Regions from separate parts of the Gossypium hirsutum genome. Here region 2 is linked to region 1. The links are chromatin contacts, called in public Hi-C maps. All regions are on one chromosome and are shown on one strand. The core of a region is the stretch at or near the end of the contact, and the rest is flanking DNA. Distances in the headings are between cores, read along the strand shown. Region 1 holds the start of LOC107954254. Region 2 has its middle 3.8 kb from the start of LOC121219083.

The links. A called contact is a pair of places that touch in the nucleus more often than the background predicts.
Region 2: a Hi-C map of leaf shows a contact between it and region 1, with 2.4 times the contacts expected there. The contact joins the enhancer-like site here to the promoter of LOC107954254 in region 1. A contact is called at or near these places in 6 of 34 Hi-C or Micro-C datasets (callus and leaf).

The regions. Positions count from the first base shown.
Region 1 is chrD07:20,406,671-20,414,041 of Gossypium_hirsutum_v2.1, forward strand. It overlaps LOC107954254, which reads left to right and starts at 4,293. Exons shown (of 8, transcript XM_016889759.2): 1 at 4,293-4,417; 2 at 4,518-4,583; 3 at 4,712-4,809; 4 at 4,893-4,930; 5 at 5,014-5,101; 6 at 5,169-5,363; 7 at 5,452-5,517; 8 at 5,593-5,931. The coding sequence starts at 4,387. The coding sequence ends at 5,784.
Region 2 is chrD07:20,511,079-20,518,267 of Gossypium_hirsutum_v2.1, forward strand. No RefSeq gene overlaps it. Among protein-coding and RNA genes, the nearest start is that of LOC121219083, 3.8 kb to the right of the region's middle. Within about 2 kb of position 2,248, at least 3 of the 9 cell types and tissues checked have an H3K27ac peak or open chromatin away from gene starts, as enhancers often do. A contact at or near this core is called in leaf, where this site is marked.

The DNA of each region.
Region 1 (7,371 bases), core at 3,043-5,542:
TAAAATTTAATTATATGAATTCTTATGAGCAATTTTTTCAAAAAAATAATTTAATTAATTAATTTGCATTAAAAAGTAAAAAAATTAATTTTAACCAATAGATACACAAACTAGATTTATTTACAGATTACATATGATAACTCTAAGTTCAAGGTTTGGTTAAATTTTTATTAGATTAAATTGGTTTAAGGGTGTAAAAAGCCTTCAAATTTCTTTTTTTTTTTTAAAAAAAATTAAGTCTCTGTTTTTTTTTTACACTTAATTGAGTACTTATACTTTCAAAATGTATCAAAAAAGTTATTTGTCTGTGAACTTTAACAGTTGACCGTTAAAGTTAACTACCCCTAATTTTTTTCAATTAAAACCACCTTTGTCACAATCATGGCTTGACATATGGTAAAAAAATAAAAATCAATAAAAGTTATAAAAATTATTAAATTAAAAAAATTAAAAATTAGAATTTTTTTATAAAATGCATCAAAAAGATCCTTTAACCATTAACTTTAACCACTGACCATTAAAATTAACGACCCTAGTTTTTTTTCCAGTTAAAGTCATTACGTGTTACAGCACAGCATGACATGTGGCGAAAAATGACAAAAAATAAAAATCAATAAAAGTTATAGAAAAATTATGAAACGCTTCTTTTGGTACGATAATTTTTATATATTTTTTTATGAAATTTATATTGCTTTACATTTTTTTATAATTTCTTACTATTTTTTAAAATTTTATAAATTTTTTTTTCTATATTTCAATATATTTTATAATTCTTTTACGATTTTTATAAAATTTACAATTTTTTTTATGTTTTTTTATAATTTTTAATATTTTTAATATTTTTATTAAAATTTAATAATTTGTATAACTTTTATTTTTATCATTTTTTGTCACATGTCACGTCGTGGTGGCTTTAATTGAAAAAAATTTAGGGGCGGTTAACTTTAACGGACAACTATTAAAGTTAACAGTCAAAGGACATTTATGATACATTTTGAGAGTTCAAATACCCAATTGACAGGAAAAAAAAAACAAACACTTAAAATTTATTTTTATTTTGAAAAAGTAAAGAAATTTAGTTCTAACTAATAAATACACAAACTAGATTTATTTACGGATTATGTATGATAACTAGTTCAAGGTTTGGGTAAATTTTTATTAGATTAAATTTTATTTATATGTTGAGCATTTTATATATTGCTAGTATTATTTTCCTTTTCAAGTGTTGTGGCAAGCTTATATATAGGGGATAAAAGAATTCATGTGTCTTGAATTTTACCGACGATGGAATTATACATTGGTCCTTTTAATGACGGTAATGTGACAATTTAATATATGACTTTTGAGGACAACTAAGTAATTAATGGGCTTGAGATTCTCGATGCGTCTAGCAAAGGTGGTCATCATGAAAACTTCTTGGTTTATTGTGGTTTAAGGTTCACCACGCTCACCCAATTAAAAGTTTACTCGGTGTAGACACGTTAACTTGTGGTTTGCTTGTTGATGATACATGGAGGGACATGTGGAGAAGGTATAACAATAATATAGTTTTTGACCCCTAAACTTGGCAACTAAGTCCTTTTTGGTACTTGTACTTTTTTTTAGTCCACTTTGGTCCTTGAACTTCGCAATTAGATTCATTTTGGTCCATGAACTTATTTTATTAAGATTTAATGATGTGACCATTGTTATTGGAATATGACCAAATTAGAAAAACTAAGAACTGATCGATATAACAGTTCGAACAAAAAGGGTTGAACCAATCGACTAGGAAATTACAGATACAAAAATCGATAGTTGAATAAGGTGAACTGATTTAATATTTTTTTTAGATTTTTATAAAAAAATTAATTAATTATTTATTTATTTTTAATTTGATAATTGAACCAATCGAATTGATTGAATCGAGAATTGGTGGTCTAATATGTTCAACCAACAATCAAGTTATAAAAACATTGGAGTGGGACTCTGATATTGTACTATACCATCACTTGAAAATTTATATAATTTTTAAATTTTCAAGTAATGGTGTGATACAATATCAGAATTTCACATAATTAAACTTTCTGTTAGAGATTGACCAGATTAAGCAAAAAACAAGTAAAAATAGCAGAAAAAATTGAGAAATTGAACACACAAATTTAACGTGGAAAAACTCCTCCAAAGAGGATAAAAAACCACGGGCAAAGATAATTTTACTATAATGGCAAAAGAAACGAAGAGTACAAAAAGATGGAGATAAAAACAAAACCCCAAAAACCTGAAAACAAAGAACCCTCAAAACGTAAACACAAAATTCTCTAAATGTATTATGAGTTCTAATATCTAATGGGTGTATTTTCTAAGGTTGTAAAAGAGCCTATTTATAGGCTAAATTCATATGTCAAATAATAATAAAATAATCTAAACTAATCAGTGTTTGATTGAAACAAATAAACAGAGTTTAACTTGAAGATTATTTCTCAAATTTGACTGAAATAAGAGTCATACTTCGACTCTATAACGAACGAGGGACGTTCGATTTCACCAGTCACTGTAGAACCTTCCAAAATATAAACATTGTCAATTCTTTTACCTTTTAACAAAACGAGAGCTCCATGAGATAATTCAATGCCGCTCGACTCAATGTTGATTCTACATCCTTTCAAGTCTAAAATACTCAAGGAGATGAGATTCTTTCGTAAATCAGGTACATACCTGACATCTGAGAGTGTCTTAATCGTCCCATTGTGTATCCTAATTTTAACAGTACCAATATCAATTACCTTACTAGATGAATCGTTTCCCATGCACACAACTCCACCTTCAACGGAGTTGTATGTGGAGAACCATTCTCTATTGGGACAAATGTGGAAAAAACATCCCGAATCTACACGTGAGCTTGGAGTTATCGCTCGTTGACACTAACAAGAAATCATCACCACTTTTATCGGCCAAATTAGCACCAGCTACATTTTCCTCGTTACTCTCAGCAGCTCTTTTATTTCACAATTTATAACAATCTGCTTTGACATAACCTAACTTTTTACAATAGCGACACCTTTTGTCTCGTTTCTTTGATGCTATCAAAACGGAAGCTTTCCTATATGCCTTGCTATCCAAACGAAGCTCATTGTTGATTTTGTCTCTACTCAAAAAATGACCCTTCACATCTTCGAACGAGAGTTTGTCTCTGCCATAAATCAGGGTCTCCCTGAAAGACTTGTATAAAGGGGGGTAAAGAGCACAATAATAGCATAGCTTGATCTTCATCATCAATATGAACCTCAACGTTCTTTAAATCATTTAAAAGAGTAATGAATTGACTGATGTGATCTCTAAGAAGCTTACATTCGTTCATGCAAAATGTAAATAGACGTTGTTTCAACACTAAACGGTTAGCTAGAGACTTAGTTGCATAAAGAGTTTCTAACCTTTTCCACAAGGCAGATGAGGTCTTCTCCATCAATACCTCCTGCAATACCGTATTCGCGAGGCACAACTGGATTGCAAATAAAGTCTTTTCATCAAGCTCTTCCTATTCTGTTTTATTTAGATTCTCAAGCTTTTTCCCGGTAACAACCTTTTTCAAACCGGATTGAACTAGAATTGCCATCATCCGAACTTGCCACAGATTGAAATTTGTCTCACCATCGAACTTCTCAATTTTTAACATTGTTGCTGTCATATCTGAATGGGTTGATTTATGAAAATTGAACTAGCTCTTATACCACTTGTTAGAGATTGACCCGATTAAGTAAGGAACAAGTAAAAATAGCAGAAAAATTAAGAAATTGAACACACAAATTTAACGTGGAAAAACTCCTCCAAAGAGAATAAAAAACCACGGACAAAGATAATTTTACTATAATGACAAAAGAAACGAATAGTACAAAAAGATGGAGATAAAAACTAAACCTTGAAAACCCAAAAATAAAGAATCCTCAAAACGTAAACACAAAATTCTCTAAATGTGTTATGAGTTCTAATATCTAATGGGTGTATTTTCTAAGGTTGTAAAAGAGCCTATTTATAGGCTAAATTCATATGTCAAATAATAATAAAATAATCTAAACTAATCAATGTTTGATTGAAACAAATAAATAGAGTTTAACTAAAAGATTATTTCTCAAATTTGATTGAAACAAGAGTCATATTTAGCACTTTTGAGAACTAAAAACAGACCTCATTGTAAAGTTCAAATATTAAGGTGGACAAAAAAAAATTATCCCTAACTTAAACAAGATTTGTGCTCCAACTCAGCAACTTCTAGTTGCTTCTTATCTTATTATTAGCAATAATTTATTAATTTCACAGCTTTTCCTTTTCTCTATAAGCTCCTTCCCTGGGAGCCCCACCCCTTTGACTTTCTGCTTTTCAATCTTCTTCTTTCAAAAGTTTGATCATATGGATTCTCCTTTCAATTGCCTTTTGTTTGGTAAGTTTCTTTCTTAATTTACTGGGTTTTTTTCCTCTTCGTTTTCTATCTTTTTTTGTTTCTGATTTTTGGGCCTTGGATTTCGCTTCTGTTCTTAAAGATTTGGATGATACCCTTTACCCTTCAAGCACTGGAATAGCTCAGGGTATCAAGAAAAACATCGATGGTTAGTCACTGCCATTTCATAAAATTCTCCAATTCGTCATACTTATTTGCACCAACATGGGAAAGATAATAATAATAAATAAACATTTGAACAATTGAAATTCATTTTCGTTTTTGACACTTCTGTAGATTTTCTAATTGAGAAATGTGGAATGTCGGCGACGAAAGCTTCAAATCTCAGAGTCGAACTCTTCAAAACTTACGGCAGCACCCTCGCCGGACTGCGAGTAATTAAACATAACTTTAATGATTCCAGATTTAATCCTTAAAAATGGGAATAATTTGAAGTTGGTTTGACTTGTTTTAGCAGGCGTTAGGGTATGACATCGATGCCGATGATTACCACGGGTAAGAAGCACCTTATCCAACATTCATTTCCTGTATTAATCTAGAATTCATTTGATGATCAAGATCCTTTCATGTGTTGCTAGTTTTGTCCATGGGAGATTGTCATACGATGTGATCAAGCCAGACCCTCAGCTACGTTCTCTGTTACGTAGCATCACCCAAAGGAAAATTGTAAGTTACAAATCGTTAACAACATATGAAACAGTAATCTAAAGCGCTTTCAAATTTGGTGAAACAGATATTTACGAATTCGGACAGAGTTCATGCGGTTAAGGTAATGAAAAGGTTAGGAATAGAAGACTGTTTCGACCAAATCATATGTTTCCAGACACTGAATCCTAATTTGTCAGAATCAAAGTGCGTCGTTCTCAAGCCGTCGACGGATGCCATCAAAATTGCTCTTCACGTCGCACGTGTTGATCCCCCACGCACCGTAATATCCCTTTTTTTCTTTTTCAATTTCACCTTCTTCTTTTTTTATTACAATTAAATTATCTAGATGCTCTCTTTTTTTGGTGCAGCTATTTCTAGACGACAATGTTCAGAATATATCCGCTGGAAAGACTTTGGGCCTCTGGACTTGTTTGGTAGTTTCCAATTTTTTAAATAAAAAGAACTACTCATTTAAAATGCATGAATCTAATATTATTGTGTGGTCTAAGGTTGGGAAGAGTGGTGAGGCAAAGGAAGCAGATTATGCAATAGAGGAAGTCAAGAATTTAGGGGATGTGATACCAGAAATCTGGGTCAACAAACAGGATGGTGGTGAATCGGAGTTGGATCAATTCAATATCTCTGGGGACCTAATTGAAAAAGATGTGGGCTTAGCTCTTACGGCCCCACTATGCACATGATTAAAAAAGTCATGTTAACCAGCCATGTATAATGTAACTGACCCATCAATGTCAGAAGCTTCAATTGCATAAATTAAATTCACCTTTGCTGTAAGTGTTTAACATTTCTTTCGTTTGTAATATTAATAATATTTCTTATAGTTTTTATGTTTTCTTCTTAATTAATATGTGCCATGTCTCAACTTGTTACATTGTAATTCATTAAAAAAAAATCCCATCTCTGAGTTTATTTAAATTATTTATAATTTTTTTTAGAAAATACACAATAACAATAATTAGTGTCTGTATATACATTCTTTTATGTAGTTCATAATAAGGATTTATCTATCCTTTAAGGCATAAAATATCTTGGGAAAGCGACCACGTGTCATAATTATAGATGATGAGACTCAAATTCAGACCTTCAAAGTTTGGAGTCTTGGTTTTTGTCAATTTCACTGAGTTCTCTTTAACATTTTATTTTTAAACAATGTGTTTAAAGTAATTGTTCATACATAGACTTGTAAATCAATTTAAATTTTTTTCGATTGGATCAAACAAAAAATTCAAATAAAAATTTTGTTAATTATTTTTATTGTTATTCTAAATGATGTATTAAATAAGTTGATTTGCAATCATTTTAAGATTCATAATAAATTTTACTCTATTTTTAAGTTATTTAAAATAAAAGGACCTGATTAGTACGTTTATTCATAAATTAATTTAGTATCTGTTTCCAACCCACTTTGGATTAAAGAAGAAATGGGGGACTTACACAATTATTTTTATAATGATTCGGTCCCAATTATCTAATTCCACTATTTTAGTGTATCTCAATCAAGAATTTTTCAATACTCTATAAGAATTGATACATTTCAAGGAGAATATAACCTTTATAAATTTATTTTTTTCTTAAGTCTTAAATAAAACCTTTTCCCCCTAATTTTTATGGTTCAACTAAACTCCTGCCCATTCACAATTGGTGATAAAGATGAAGTAAACAAAGGTATGTCTTTACAAAGCTAAGTTCCACAAAAAATGAAATTAGAATGATAAAAGATTTTACAATTACAACTTTGTGACTATATACAAGAGAAAAGTGAGAACTAAAGATTTTGAAGTTTTTCTCGTCTTTGATATTTGGATATGTGTCTCTGTAGTCTTAAAGTATTCTTGACTTGTATTTATACACTGTAATTGATTTGTGTTTCTTGACTAGCAAGACTTGTCAGTTCTTGACTTTCAACCACATAATTTTTTTCACCATCCATTGATGAAAAACATTAACATTGTAATTCATTGTCCTTAGTTGCTCAAATTCGAAATTATCAGGAATTAAATTAAGACCAATTTACTTAATATCGAAATTAAAAGTAATTGGAAAGATTTTTTACCAACAAAATTCACCCTCCTAAAAACTATATTTTCAAAAACTCTCTCACAATCTCGTTTACGTTAAATCACTCACAAAAGGCGAACAAGTTTACTCACAAATGACCACTGAATTTTAAACTCCATTGTTTTGGTTACGGGTGAAAGTGCGGTGCAGTTGCAGGTTCTTGACGTAATTGTGAGAGGAACTATGGGTATACTTTGTGTTTATTAAAT
Region 2 (7,189 bases), core at 998-3,497, 100 kb after region 1:
CCTGAAAGGCAATTCCCACGCACTAACAATCAATCGAATCCCTCAATTAAACCAATCTAAAAACTCAATTTTACAAACACACTACCTATAACAAAATTGATCTAAACCATATATAGAAAATCAAAGAAACCGATGTAAATCTTAAGAAAACAACCCTTACACTTACCCGATTCGCACTTGACTGAAAAAAAAACCAATTTGGAGAACGGCAAATGTCAAGAATAATGGAACAAAAACAAAACGGCTAAAAATTACTAGCACTTTGATTTATAATGACGATAGAACCAAAAGGTGATCAAACAAAAGAAAACAAAATAAAAGGTGGAAAACAAAGAATGTTGAAGCATCCAGAATCAAACCTGCTTATTGAAACAAATTGAGAAAAATGAAAAATGGGAGTGGAAAGGAAAAATAGAACGTGGGTGAAGTTGGGATTCTTTTCCCTTTTTTTCTCTTCTAAAAGTTAAAAAAAAAACAAACAAATAAATATAAAGTAAAATAATTTAATTAATATTTAACAAAAACCAATCAGATTTGTTTTTGAAAGGAATTGAAACCAAAAACAAAACTAAAAACTAAATAAAAATAATTCCTACAAAGCACATACAAGTATGCAAACCCAAAACCTAAGAGAAAATTAACACTTAACCACTAAACCACTAAGTTCATCATATCCTTAAACACGAACGAAAACATAAGAACCTAACTGAATGCCCTTGACTTAACTTCTAACCCAATTTCAAGGTGTCACACTCATAAATGCCTCAACCTAATTCTATACAAATGTATGAATATATAAAAACGTGATTATTTAATGAATATAAAAGTAATGATAAATTTAAAAGTGCATCTGTTAATCGCAAAATCAATTTTGATTTTGATTTAAAACGTTAAGAGATACTTTTGAACAGCAAAAGAAATGCTATCTCTTGGGGAAAAAACTAGTTTGTTTCATTGCTTCCTTGAAATTAAGAGATACATTTGACTTATTCTTTTACTCTTTTTTTTTTTTTTACAATTGTGATTAGAACCCAGATTAATTTGAGAAAGAGAGTAAACTGCATTTAATCTATTAAATGTTTGTAGTACGGTCAAATTCTATTATTAGTCTATATGTTATATTTAAGTTGTGGATTTAATTCATATCCTTTAATTTAGAGGTGTTCATGGGTCAGGACCGACTCAGCCTAAGCATGATACTAACATTCTTTATACTTGCCCAAACCCAGATTGGCCCGAAATATGGACCTAAAAGTTTGCTCAAACCCGCTCATATTTGCAAAAGACTAACCCAAATCTATTTTAGGCCCGCTCATATTATTTTTTAAGTTTTTTAAAAAATTAAATTAAATTATTTTAATATTTAATAAAATATTATATTTTTATTTATTTATTGAAAGTTTTTATATAGTGATCTTAACATTATTTTAATGTTTATAGAGTAGTATTATATATTTAGTATAGGTTTATTTTTTTAATGTGCTCTAAATTACATAATAAATGAAAATAACATAATATAAAGTATTATAAACTTAAAAACAAGCTTAATTTTTTTGCCTAAACCTATTTTTCGGACCTAATATTTTTGCCCAAATCCTCTCAAATTTCAAGTGAACCTTCGGGCCTGGGCGAGTAACTCGACCCAAGAACAAGTTACTTTAATTTGGTTAATTTTAATTTTATACTTTTTTTTTTAATTTTGAAGTTTTTGCCATGATTCAAGTAGTAGCTATTAAATCTATTAATTAAAATAACATAATCTTTTTTTCTAGTATTATGGGGGAGGTAACAAGCTTGGAAGAAACTTTACCCCCTTATCTAAATAGAATAATTACAATTATAGCCTTCGGAATAATTAATCAGTTAATTTAAGCTGTTTAACTTTTTTATTAATGAGAAAATGACATTTTTGCCCCATCCCATAATTAGAAATCCAGTTTAAACCCTTTAACAATAATTTCTTAGCTTCGGCCCTCTTAACATTTTCGAAATATCAATTTTAAGATCATTAACACTGAATTTTCAAAATTTTAAAAATAAAGAAACTAAAAATATCTAAGCTAAAGAATCTAAATCCACGTCTTACATAAGGATTGGTAATAAAATTTGACACATATATAATTATAAAGCCACATGAATCATATTAATTAATAGTTTACAAGTTGATAAGCAGGCTGTGTGTGGCCGTGATTGGGTGGAGCCAAACCGGGCCAACGCACAGTTTAATGTAGGATCTTCCCATCACCTTTGAACGATCCCGTCATAACTGGACTGTGATTGTGCATCCTTCACACGTAGGACCCAAAAAGTACCCCAATACTCCAGAAAGTCACAGATGAGTTTTGTATATTAATAACAATACTTGGTGGTTGATAGTTATTTAATATTTTTAAATAGAACCCACATCTTATTTGATATCATTTATTATGTTTTAGAACAGGGTATATACCTGGCATGTTCTGTGCATGTTATGGGTTTTTTATAAAAATTATATTAAAAATAATTAATTACAAAAATAGTATTGAATCTAGATTTTTTATAAAAATGAATATTTTTATAGTAATTTTGAGTGTCGTTTGACATATTGGTGACACGGTAATTTTTTTAAAATTGATAAGGAAAAAAAAGGCTGAAAATGTGAATATATATTAAATTAGTGCCGTCAATATGTCAAACGGCAGCCCTTGATTAAATAATAAAAAGTTGATTTCCTCTCTTTTTTTTTTTCTTTTCTTTGGTCTGGTAAATGCAAGCAAAAAAGAAAAGATGTATATAGAAATGGAAATGTAGGGAAAATGCATTAAAAACCTAGAAGTAGAAGTGGTTTTAGGAAAAGTGAGGTGAGTGGTATTTGAAGAATATGTTATCGAGCTGCCATTGACTACTCTAAATGTTTCCTCGTTATTGTCTGATGTTGGAACCACAATTTTATAAGATTAAAAATTGAATTTTTTTAATCAAAACCAACTTAAAAAAAAAAAACTTTTTCAATATTTTTACCTATCAATTTAATAAAACTCTATTTTTATAAATAATCTAGATTCAATAATCTCTATATATACCAGTTGTTTTACTTAAGCGATCCAAGTGTTTGAAATATTGTGATAGGGTGAAAGATTGAAGGAAAAATCTCTTATAACTTCGATTCTAAACCTACCCTTGGCCACATTTATATATCTTAATAGAGTTCATTTTATCAACATGCAACTTTGTATAAATTCGAATTGAGGTAAATTTTAATTTTATATATTAATTTTGATTTAATGTATAATTGTATACATGAATTTTAGTTTGATGTAATTATACATATAAAATTTTAATTGTGATTAAAATGTATGCTTGAAACTTTGATTTTGAATTAATCATACACATTTAAAAAAATACATCAATTTATTATTATATTGAATAAATATAATTATTTATATATGCAATATATAAACATAATATAATATTATATCAATAACTATATTAATAATTTACAAGAATTTACAACGAAATTGAAATACAACGAGATTGAAAATGGAAGAAAAAAATTGTTTTAGGTTATGTTATAATCAAACATAAAGAATTTCTCTTAGTTTTAGATTTATTTTTTAAAGAAAAACTTGGAAGTAGATTTACAACGAGATTGAAAGAGACTACGGTTATTAAGATTAAGCAATTTGAATATTTGATATTTTTTCTTTTGGTATTTGAGATTGTTTTTATTGGTTGACGAAAAGCACATAATGAATTTAAAAAATACAATTGAAAACCGGATACCCAAATTTTTAAAGTGAAATTCTCTACAATTTTTTGACCAAAGAAAAAAAATCGAATACCCAAATTGTTTAATTTGTTTAATTTTGAAAACCTTAATCTCTTACTTTATGTTCCATTGTAAATTTGCTTCCAATTTTTTTTCTTCAAAAAAATATTAAATCTAAAAGTAAGAGATTATTTAAATCTTTTTGTTCCTAAAACTTGTATTACATGGAGAAAAAGAATTAGGTGTTATACTCTTTATTTTAGTGAGATAGATTATTTTAAACTTAAGGTTTAGATTTATCCATTTTTTATTCTTATTTTAAAAGTTTTCACTTTGTTGTCACAGTTTACGTATAATATAATTTTGAAATTAAAACATATTAATTGAATAAATCAAATAGTGAAAAATAATAATAAATTATTTTAATAGACTTTTGTGCATGAATATTGTGTAAAAGATATCAAATAATTTATTTTGTTAATAAGACAATCGATAGAGGATTATATTAATATATAATCCTTATTACTTATTTTTTGTTGTATAAAATTATATATTATTGTAATGAATTTAACGTATGGAATTAAATTGATTAACTCATTTCTAAATATGCAAAATAATACTTATTTTTTAGGTTTAATATTATAAAAAGCCTTCAATTTTTTTTAAAAAAAAACTTATTTAAGCTTTTGCGACCTTTTTAAACTTAATTGAGCCATTGAATTAACAAAACTGGTCAAATAGACTCTTTGACCAATGTTGATCATTACAGCACTAATGTGATCGTTAATAACGCTGACGTGGCGCTCCATGTCAACGACAACTACTCTAGGTTCATTTGAAGCGGAGGCAACTTGGTCATAGGAGGAAATAAGGTATACCGTTTCGTTGAAGAGATGTTCTCTTTTGGATGCATGTTTTGAAAAGTTAGGGCACTGTGTTCGTGAAAATTTGACTTGGGTTAGTTTTGATTTGGCAGTGCACAAGTCGAAGGCTAGAAGTCTTCCAGCTTCTAAGCACAAATTTGACTTAGTTAATTCCCTACATAGTTCAAGATAGGCCTGTGGCGGGCTTTGGCAAATATAGCATTGTGGAAATGCGAGTCAAGGTGGAGATTTGTTGAGTATGCCTCATATTTCAATCAAATTTGAGAGATAATCTTCCAGTTAAACTCTATTTATTTGTTTCAATCGAACTCTGATTAATCTAAATTATTATTTTTTATTATTTGACCTACAGAGTTAGCCTATAAATAGGCTCTTTTACAACCTCAAAAAATACATCCATTAAAGATTAGAACTCATAACACTTTTCGAGAATTTTGTGTTTACACTTTGAAGGTTCTTTATTTTCGGGTTTTGGGGTTTAATTTTTATCTCTATCTTTTGTACTCTTCGTTCTTTTGCCATTATAGTAGAATTATCTTTGCACGTGATTTTTTATCATCTTTAGAGGGGTTTTTCCACATTAAATTTGTGTATTCAAATTTGCAATTTCTTCTGCTATTTTTACTTCGTTGCTTAATCAGGTCAATCCCCAACACCAACAATGAATACAATGTTGCAACATTGAAGGGCATAATTAGGGGTGAGCATTCGATCGAATCAAGTGAAAATTTTGAGTTAATCGAGTTGACAAGTCCTCTTTTATCATCCTAACTCGATTTGAATTTTTTTTTAAATCAAGTTGAGTAAAATGAAATTCGAGTTGAATTGAATCGAGTGAAATTGTTCGAATTAAATTAAAAATTAAACATGTCAAATTAAAATCTTGTTACAATATAACTAATTCCATGTTGGAGCACATAAATTTGAAACCATATATATTTGAAAACTTTTTCAAAGCAAAACAATAATAAAAAAAGATATTTTAGTATGATAAACTTGAATCATTAATTAACTTATTTAGATCCCAAAATTATTATTTTAGAAAAATTTTAAATTTTCAACTTTCTTTATATATTATTTTAAATTTTTTAAAAATATGATAATTTTTTAAAAATATAATTTTGGAATTTTATAAATATTTTGAATTTTAATTTTTTTTTGTAATTTTTTGTTGAGAAAAAGACTAATTTGCTCATTTTCAAAACTGACAGGGACCAAAGGGGTATTTACACTAATCTGTTATTCGAATTGTAAAATTAAACTCGACTGAAACTCGAATAACTTATTTGAGTTGACTTAAATAACTCGATTCAATTAACTCAAAATTTAAAGTTTTTTTCGATTTTTTGAAATTAAATTGAATTTTGCTCACCACTAGGCACAGTGTTACAATGTCATAGTTTGCAGCTAAAAAAGATGATTAACTTTGACCTCAATGTTGTGATCGTGCAGGATGGACGTTGCAATGTTGAGGTTGTAATTGCCAAATTAAGGATGGCTATCTTAGGGTAAAAGATGAAAATTTTCATCAATGTTGCGACATTGTGCTTCAAAGAGTTGTTTAATGAAGGGAAAATAAGACATTTTTCTACTCCATAGCTTATGGTATAAACACCATTTCTTCTACAATTAAGAAATAGCAAAGTTCATTTTCTTAGATTAGTCTTTTGGTTAGCAACTTTTTTAGAGAGTATTTGCATTTCATTTGTAATTAAATTAGATTCTTGTAATTTTAGCTTGCATTTAGTTTCTCTTTTTGTTTTCTTTTGTATTTGAACTTAAACTCCCAATGAAGTTGAAGATTTCAAGCTTAGGCATGGATAACTTTAACTTTTGAAAAGCTAGAGATTTGGATGGATCTCCTCATCACTTTTGTTTGAGAATTTCTCTCTTTTTCTTTAATTTCTTTCTTTTAAATTGTGATATAATGTTATATCTTAATGTATTTGTAATGACCCAAAATTCACGGGCATCGAAAAAGTATAATAACAGGCCTCCGTCTTAGTAAATTGAGTTCGAAAATAATTATTAGAAATATTTACGAGACTAGTTGTGTGTTTAATTAGATTTTTATTTAGTGAATATAACTTAATTTAAAGTAATTAGGAAAAGGATCAAATTGAATAAAAAATGAAAGCCTAATTATAGATTAAAAGAAAGTAAAAAGGGCTAAAATGGAAATTAAACCATTTATATGAAATGAGGCGGCATACAAGCATTAAAATCTAAGATTTTATTTGAGTTATACATAAATATTATATATATATTATTATTATAATTATTAACCATTGTTATGGTTTTATATTATTATTATTATTATTATTAAATAAAGTAAATAGTAGACAAATGGATGGTGATAAAATAATACATGTGTAATTAAAATATGTATATATTTGTAGTTTGTAAATTTAATTTGCTTATTAATTAGTATAAGATATTTATTATTTATTATTAGTTATTATTAAATTAAAAGATATTTAATAATTAAATAATTAGTATAAGATTTTTGGGTAATAATAAATTATGATTTTGCCAAGTGTGTAGTAAAAATAAAATA